Regions from separate parts of the Mus musculus genome. Here all the other regions are linked to region 2. A link is a contact called in public promoter capture Hi-C data. All regions are on one chromosome and are shown on one strand. Each heading gives the region's core, a stretch centred on a gene start, on an enhancer-like site or on the middle of the called end of the contact. The rest is flanking DNA. Distances are from core to core; before and after follow the strand shown. Region 1 holds the start of Sec24d (Sec24 related gene family, member D (S. cerevisiae)). Region 2 holds the start of Dnttip2 (deoxynucleotidyltransferase, terminal, interacting protein 2). Region 3 holds the start of Slc44a3 (solute carrier family 44, member 3).

What was found. Promoter capture Hi-C pulls out the DNA fragments that hold promoters and counts their contacts. Capture Hi-C pulls out chosen DNA fragments and counts their contacts.
Region 1: a contact with region 2 is called in a promoter capture Hi-C map of liver, with 3 times the contacts expected there. The contact joins the promoter of Sec24d here to the promoter of Dnttip2 in region 2. A contact is called at or near these places in 3 of 39 promoter capture datasets (embryonic stem cells, hippocampal neurons and liver) and 1 of 115 datasets of contacts at active chromatin or transcription factors (bone marrow-derived macrophages).
Region 3: a contact with region 2 is called in a promoter capture Hi-C map of adipose tissue, with 2.1 times the contacts expected there. The contact joins the promoter of Slc44a3 here to the promoter of Dnttip2 in region 2. A contact is called at or near these places in 6 of 39 promoter capture datasets (the 3T3-L1 cell line, embryonic stem cells, hippocampal neurons and 2 more), 1 of 484 Hi-C or Micro-C datasets (cortical neurons) and 2 of 9 other capture datasets (adipose tissue and liver).

What each region holds. Positions count from the first base shown.
Region 1 is chr3:123,266,244-123,268,943 of GRCm38.p6, forward strand. It overlaps Sec24d (Sec24 related gene family, member D (S. cerevisiae)), which reads left to right and starts at 1,253. Exons shown (of 23, transcript NM_027135.2): 1 at 1,253-1,293.
Region 2 is chr3:122,272,991-122,275,690 of GRCm38.p6, forward strand. Dnttip2 (deoxynucleotidyltransferase, terminal, interacting protein 2) reads left to right here and starts at 1,424. Exons shown (of 7, transcript NM_153806.1): 1 at 1,424-1,488; 2 at 2,208-2,700. The coding sequence starts at 1,429.
Region 3 is chr3:121,531,043-121,533,742 of GRCm38.p6, forward strand. It overlaps Slc44a3 (solute carrier family 44, member 3), which reads right to left and starts at 1,302. Exons shown (of 15, transcript NM_145394.3): 1 at 1,119-1,302; 2 at 625-729. The coding sequence starts at 1,157. It overlaps Gm38684 (a long non-coding RNA gene), which reads left to right and starts at 535. Exons shown (of 2, transcript XR_376017.4): 1 at 535-898; 2 at 1,035-1,422. It overlaps A530020G20Rik (a long non-coding RNA gene), which reads left to right and starts at 1,902. Exons shown (of 2, transcript XR_867597.1): 1 at 1,902-2,096; 2 at 2,533-2,700.

The DNA of each region.
Region 1 (2,700 bases), core at 3-2,502, 990 kb after region 2:
TGGCTCATGTCCTTAATCCTAGCACTTGGGAGGCAGAAGCAGGTGGATTGCTGAGTTTGAGGCCAGCCTGGTCTAGAGAGTGAGTTCCAGGACAGCAAAGGCTACAAAGAGAAACCCTGTCTCAAACAACAACAACAACATGTCTTGATAATGATAATTCTAAAAGAAGACCTGGCAGGTCTGAGAGGATCTATATTGAGCATAGATGGATTGAGCTGAGAAGACCCGCCCAGTGTGTGGGACATCATTCCCTGGACTGGCATCCTGGACTGCATAAAAAGAGCCAGACACAAGCACTGATTGCTCTCTGCTTTCCTGACTGTGCCCGCATAGTGATCAGCTGCCTCAAGCTACCGCATCAAGATGGATTACTCCCTTGAACTGTGGACCAAAATAAACATTTTCTCCTTTTAGTTGTGGTTGCCAGAGTATTTTATCACAGCAACAGGAAAAGTTACTCAGGTAGCTTTTGATTAGTCAAGCTTTAGGGAGCTTTTATTTCTGGTTCCTCAGAAGGAGGCACACAGTGAGGGCAAAATCACTAGGCTGCTTTTATTTCATAAAACTTTCATAGATTCCCCAAACTCGCAGCTCGGCTGCGGACTGAACTCATACTTTCTCTCTGATAGTGAGACATTTTTGGAGTGTGGCCTATTGGTCCTGATTTTAGGGCCAAATAGGTGTTTCTCAACTGTTTCTGTCCAAAGGTGAGCTAAAAGTTATCTACCTTTGACACAGGCCAGTTCCTGTTTGTGGGTGGGGCACACCCAGTTAAGTGGGCAAGCCCACGGAGGTCCTGCAACCCTTTGCTTCCTTGAGGACACCTCAGCTGAGCGTCTCGTTTCACACAGAACCAGGCTGTCGTGGGCCTTCCTTCCTTCTGTGGTTGTGCTGGAAGACGTCATCAAATTGTCTGTCCACGCGCCAGATTCCTCTGGCCACTGAGCACTCCCCGACACGCGTCGCTTCCAGTAAGGCGAGCGCAGCGCAGCGATTCAGTGCCACCTGTTGAACCCAGAGCGCGCCCTCCTCACCCCACCCAAGTCCCCTGCCACCGGCTCCGGAGGATCTTTGACAAATTGGAGGAGGCGGGGCCTCGCGAAGGAAAAGCTTAGAGGAAAAGACCCGGAAAGAGGCGCGAGACCGCAGTGGGAGGTGCGGCCCCGCCCCCGCCAGGGCGCGCCGCGGGAGCGAGCGGGTCCAGCACGCGCGCGCGCCCGGGCGCCTGACGTGGCACTAGCAACCCAGAGCGACTCGGCGGCGGCGGCGCGGGGCGCGGAGCGTGCAGAGCAGGTACGGCAGACGCGGGGCGCAGGGCGCAGGGAGGAGGGTGGGGAGGAAGGGGAGCCACAGGTACAGCAGGTTCGGGCTGAGGGTGCGGAGCGTCCACACGCGGCTGCACCGCGACTCCCCATCAACTTGGCTCTCTGGTTCCCGGAGGAGGAGAGGGCTGGAAATATTCCGAGGGAAAATGGCAACTACAGTGTTCAGCTCCGGGACATCATTAGAGGGAAACGCGAACTTGTCCCGGGTGACAGTGGAAGGGGAAGGGTGTCTTTGTAGAATCCGAGCGCTCGGGGTTTGGATTCGAGGCCGGTTTGTGCCAAGTGGCTCTCTGCCATGTCGCCGCTTGCAGCTGAGTCAGGTTTCTGCAACTTGGTGTACTGGGTGAGGAAGTTTGACGTGGCAGAGAAGGGTGAGGAAGCGAATTCCTCCCAGGACCAGGGAAGAGGGCTGGGCGGCTTCCAGTCCCCTGCTGTGAGCATCGCTGTCCCGCTCCCCTTCCGCAGCTGCTGCGTGGGTGCGCCGGTGCGGTCTTCTGAAGGCTCTGGGCTGCACGGGGCCAAGCGACTGCCACGTCTCTCTAGGCGCAGTGGGAGGAGGGAAAGTGTTGTCAGGAACACAGTGAACTAGAGACCTTTGTCTGCCTTTCTGTCCTCCGTTAGCAAGACAGTGACCTCATCATACTCATGGTTGCTACTCGGAAGCTGAAGGTTTAATATGAAAACAAAGCTAAATCATGGATGTTAGTCTTCACGTTTGAAATTTGCATGCCATTTCCAGAATAAAGAGATCCCACGTCTTACTTAGAAGGTATTACTAATCTTTACCTTAAACCACTACCTTAAACCGCAGCAACGAGAAAGAAAGGAGAGGTACCCAAATGCTTGATGGAGAAACTGGAAAGAAACTAGAGAATCAGGGTTTCACAACTAATATGGCTTTTGGACACTTCATTTTCTAAAACAGAAAACTGAGGCCCAAAGAACCTCTTCAGTTTACTGTGTCACAAAGCTTTGCATGGGCAGATAGGAAACAAATCATAATTCTTTTGCCAGGCTTCAGAGCACCTCCTGTCTTGTAACAAATGTTTTTTTGAAAGCCAGACATGGTGGCACACACCTTTAATCCCAGCATTGGGGAGTCAGAGGCAGGCAGATCTCTTTGAGTTCGAGGCTAGCCTGGTCTACAGAGTAAGTTCAGGACAGCAAGGACTACAAGGGAAACCTTGTCTCTGCAGAAACCAACCAACCAAATAAACAAAAGTATCTTTTAAAAACCTCTCTAGGAGATATCTGTTTTAGCAAAACATGGAAACATAAAGTGTAAAGCTAATTGGCATTTGGGCTCTGAATAGAGTCAAGATGGGACTGTTATATTTGTGATTGTTTATGACTACCCACATATGAAAGGCTTTTT
Region 2 (2,700 bases), core at 174-2,673:
TCAGTACCTCCCCCAGAAAGAACAAGATAGAAGAACCCTTTAAAGCCTAAACTGAAAAGTAACAGCCCGCACTTGTCATAGGGTTTTTCACTAAGCCCAGCCTGTCAAGAGCTTGAAGATTCTTGTCTTCAAGTTCCACAAATGCGCAGGAACTCGTTTTCTTGTTCTTCACTTTCTTGTTCTCTCACTCCTAAAGATAGGCTGTTTCCTCAGGGCACACAATGGCTGTGTGGAAACCAGAGACCACAGTTCTCCAGGAAAACAAAAACAAAAAAAAACCCTATTTTACTAAGTAAGCATGAGGCTAGTGTTTTAAGACAACATCTAACAATCAAAAGTTGGTTACTACGTATACCTGGCTCCAAGGAGAGCAATTTAATGTAGAAGTAATGTATCCATGGAAAGATAGGTTTTTAGGAAAAATTTTGTGTTAAAAAGTGAAGGAAAACGAACCCCCCCTTTTTTTTTTCTTGCTTCCAACACTAATTCCTTTACCCCCTCCTCGATTCCTTTGTAGCCTTTCAACATATTCTAGTTCTCCATCTTTCATCCAACAAAACAAAAACTAAAACACCTCAGCCAGGTGCTGTGGCCCATGGATCCCAACACTTGGGAGGCAGATGGATATCTGTGAGTTCAGGATCAGGCTGGTCTAAATAGTGAGTTCTAGGGCAGCCAGGGCCATGTAGAGAGATCTTGTCTCAAAACAAAAATCCTAAAACTCTTTTGATTCTGGCTAGTCTCTTACTTCCATTGTAAAAAAACAAAAAACTTTAATCCCCGTCCTTCACAACGTCTTTCACCTTTTTTATTTAAAAAAAAAAAAAAAAAAAAAAAAAAAAAAAAAAAAGGCGTACTTCAAATCCCGAGACATTTTAGTTAAATCCCACAGCTTTCTAATTATTCTCCGAAAACTTGGGTGCATTTAACATACATCCTTGTATCCCAATCAAATATCGGAATCTCATTTATTAAGTTATTAAAATACTGTTTTCTAAAAGGACTAAATAAAGTCTCCTTTGGCTTCCGTAAAGACTTACGCCAAAGATCTCACAATTACTGCACGGGGGTGGGGGGTGAGGGGGATGGAAAGCAGAGTAAATGATGCGACTTCCCATTTTGTGTTAAACGGCGAGGAGGTCCTCCTCGCTGAGGACCGCACAGCGGACGAGCTGGGAACTGGAGGCGGAGCTGCTTTTGCCCCCCCCCCCCCCCAACACACACACCCCACCCCCCCACCCCCCGCTGACCCGCACTAGTCCGATGGCGGAGACCGCTGGCCAGAACTGCAGTGGAGCCGGGGAAGGAACGATTCTCCCGAGCCGCGGTTTCCGCAGGGAAACCTAAGCGAGTTCCTGTTTCGACGCACTTCCGAAGCGTCGGAACAGAGGAAGCCGCGCTGGCTGCCGGGAATCCGGAGTCGGAAAGATGGTGGTCACCAGGTCCGGGCTCTCCCGGACCAGGCTCCAAGAAAGCTCCCAGCAGAAGGTGAGCTGGGTCTCAGGTTCTCCGGGTCTCCTCGCCGCTGAGCAGAGCGGCTCGGCAGGGCGGAGGAGAGCGACGAGGAACCGAGCGGGTCGCGCGTGGTACTGCGCCGGACTGGCTCGGACCTGGGGGTCTTTCAGGGCTCTTACGGGAGTTTCGGTAGCGTGCCCTGCGCAGGCGAGGCCTTTTAAGTTTACTGTTAGGACAGTACCGGGGAAAGTTAATGCCCGCCACCTCGACCAAGCCTGGTTTGGGGGATAGGAGGAGCACCGTTTTCACGTGGAGAGACTGGCATGGCCGAGCACTAACCCCTCCGGCAACTGAAGGGCGGCGGTGGCGTCACTCAGAGCCTCTGGTTGTCTTCTGGTGCTATGCTCTTTAGATTGTGTGGTAAGGGCTATAGAGCAGCCCTTTCCTGTTGTAGAAATCCAGGCAAGTATCGGATTACCTTACACACTCCTAAACACGTGCTCAATTAGTATTCAACTCCCCCCCCTCCCTGCGCTTCTATAAATGATTTAAAATTTACCTCCTCTTTCTTTAAGTAGAGAAAGTTTTTTTAGTTCTGCTTTCTGAAGCCTAGGATGAGGCAAGTAAAAGAAATATCTTATCGTGAGTTTGTCTTCGTTTTGTACCTTCTTGAGTTTTGTTCCTTAGGCCATGCCACCTTTACCCTTGTCCCTGCCCTATCTACACTATATTGTGTTTGTTTTGGTTTTCAGAGGTCTGCTCCTCGGAGAATTGGGACACATCTAGAAAGCACAAAGGAATCGGGATCCGATGGCAGCACAGCTGAATCGCAGCCTGCTGAGAAACAGCACTCACGCAGCAGCAGCAGAACCACAGGCCCAGCGGAGATCATTGTGCTTATTTCTGATGACGAGGCTTCTGAAACGGAGTCCCACACTTCTGGGGTTACTTCTGTGTTAGAGGACCAAGAGCCCATTGTAAGAGTAACTAGGAAACGGCAGATCGTAATTGCTTCCACCTCAAAGTCCACTGTTAGGAAAAGGCAGAAAGTAGCCCCTCAGCATGCATCTGCTGATGAAGTTGTTGTTTCTGAAGCAGAGTCTCATGTTTCAGGGGTTTCTATGGTTGTACCTTCCACAGAGAGAAGCAGCAGAAATAAGGCTAATTCTCAAAGAGATTCAAGCCAAGAATCACAGTCGGGAACTGTATCTGATGCTGAGTTGTCCTGCTCAGGCATTTCATCGT
Region 3 (2,700 bases), core at 52-2,551, 740 kb before region 2:
TGACTTCATTAGCACAGCCTTTGAACAAAGTGAATGAAGCTCTAAGAATAAGTGTCAAGACTCAGCTCTGAGAGACTCCTCGGATGTCACGGCAGGGTCTGGTAGGGTCTACCATCGATCGTGTATACAAGTGTGCTATGAGAGGGGTTGCATCAAGTTAAACACAGTAGATCAAGGCCGTGCATGTATGTGTGTGTGTGTGTGTGTATAACTCTGTGTGTACACAGTTTTTAAAAAAGCAGTCTCTTTCTAGACCTTGACTTTTTCCTATGCTAGAAAACAGCAAATGTTGAGAAATACTTGACTGAGGGGTATGGATGATGTAAAAGGACTTCCACTCTGAGAGCTTACAAAGCCAAAGAAGAAAGGCACTGCTGCAAGCTGTGATTCTCCATATCCTAATGGAATTACCCAATAAATCTTGGTCTCCGGCAGGAAGGCAGTCTTCCCAGAGAGTTTAGGAGATTGTGAAATCCCAGAACAAGAATTTCTTAACTCATGGTCATTCTAAACCAATCACAGAAGTTTGTCCTTGCAGCATAAACTTTAAACCAGTAACGTCTAAGACACACTTGTATCTGGACACACACCCGGGATTTAGGCCTGCCAAGCAGCCATACTTACCAAACCAGTCCAAAAGAGAAAGAACAAGACTAGCCACGGTGTATCGGTGCATTTTCTATAAATTTGGGGTCGCCATTCTCTTTGCCTTGTTTTCTCTGCAGAAACCTTCCAGGAAAACGGAGAGTTGAGAAAAGCAAGAGAAACAGTTAGGTGAAATCAACCGAACCGAAACCTCTCCAAAGGCTGCTAAAGCAACTCAACTCTATCACTGGGGAAGATCAGCTCTCTGCAGGATGGATGTGAAACCCCCCCGGGGGCCAAGTTCTTACTAGAGGTAAGACACCCCTCACCCCCTAGTCCCTTGCGCCTTCCTGGCCTCAGCCCAACACTTGTGTCAGGTACTGGGTCCTCAGTGCCAGGTGTCTTTAAAGGAGCGGTGTCACTGAGAGAAAGTGGTTTATCTCCCAAAGGACAGAGGAGCCGGAAGCGTCCTGTCTGTGCAGGTAGGTGCCCGCAGAGGCCGCTTCTCTCAGGACTCAAGTTGTCGCTCTTACCAGGTACTCGGCGCCCAAGCACTGCATGGTACCCGGCATCTGGGATTGGCGGCGGCGGTGGTCGCCTTGCACACGGGACAGAGGTGCGGCGACCGGGCCAAGTGGCCCAGGAGGGGCGGCAGGGCGAGCAGGGCTCAGCGCCTCCTAGAGGTCCAGGGCGCTGGTCCCCTAGACACGCCCTTTCCGTGGTGGCTTTAGGCTGGGAGGACCTGCTGGGAGCGGGGGTGGCACCTGCGCAGCACCGGTTCCCAGGAAGTGCTCCTGACCACTGTGCGACGCCTGGGCCCGTTGCCAGCGCCTGGAGTTAGAAGTGAGGCCTCAGGGATCATTCCTGAGGGCGGGGAGCTTGCAGGGGTGTGTCACACACAGGTAAGTGGTGCTTTGTGTGTGCCGAATCCTGCCCTGAAAGGTTCACCAGTTCTCTTCCAGGCGCATCAAGTTGCAATCTGTTGTCATCCTTGAGCTAAGATCAGACAGCAATGGCGACACTCTGTCAAGGGGCTCAGTGTCTATCATTCCAGCTGCTATTTCTATAAGGCTGAATCTTCTCCAGCGTGAGTCCCAGGAACACAAAGCCCTCAGAGGACTGATTTAATATCTCTCTCTCTCTCTCTCTCTCTCTCTCTCTCTCTCTCTCTCTCTCTCTCCTGTCTCTCTCTCTCTCCTTTCTCTCTCTCTTCCTCCCTCCTTCCCTCTCCCTCTTCCTCTCCCCCTCCCTCCCTCCCTCCCTCCCTCCCTCCCTCTCTCTCTCTCTCTCTCTTTCTCTCTCTCTCTCTCTCTCTCTCTCTCTCCTGTCTTTCTCCTCTCTCCTCTCTCTCTCTCTGTCTGTCTATCAGTAGGTCTCTTTCTCTCCCTTTTGTGTGTGGGGTGCTCACTTCCCTCCTCTTTGCATCATCATCTGATTTTCCAGTGGGCACCCTTTGAAGCACATCCAGTGTGAATGTCCCTGGCAAGAACAGTTTTCTCTTCAACATTCAGGTGGGCACCAAAGCGCTGCTGAGGTGAGGAGTTTTAAAAAGGGCTGCGGAGGACTTTCCTTCTCGGTCCCCTTTCTCTGCCCCAACCCATCTACCTGCCCCTCCACACCGTCAGGCTGCTAGCCCACTAAGTGCAGAGGTCCCGTCATGTTTCAGAAGATATTATTTCGCTCTGGTCCTCTCCGACCTTTGGCTATTACAATCTTTCTGCTTCCTCTTTTGGGATGTTCTCAGAGACTTGTGTGAGTAATTCGGTGGAAGTTAGAGGCGAATAGCATCAGGATATATTGCATGTATGTATAGAAATAGTAAAAGATAGTACAAATATTATATTAAAAAATAACCAGGGAGTGGTTAGAGGGTAATGATCCTTAATGGATCTCTGCTGTGCGGGGAGGAATCCCTTCCAGGCTAATTATCTTCCTTCTCACTCTTAGCTCTCAGAACATTCCTGAATGCAGGCTTCTCAGAACGAGTAGCTGGATTTCCAGGGGGCCCTGAATTCATCCCCTAGAGTCCCCCCTTCAAGTAGACATTTGCACAACTACAGAAAGAGCACAGTTTAGCCACAGCATCTCAAACAAATTAGTACCAGAACCGATGGA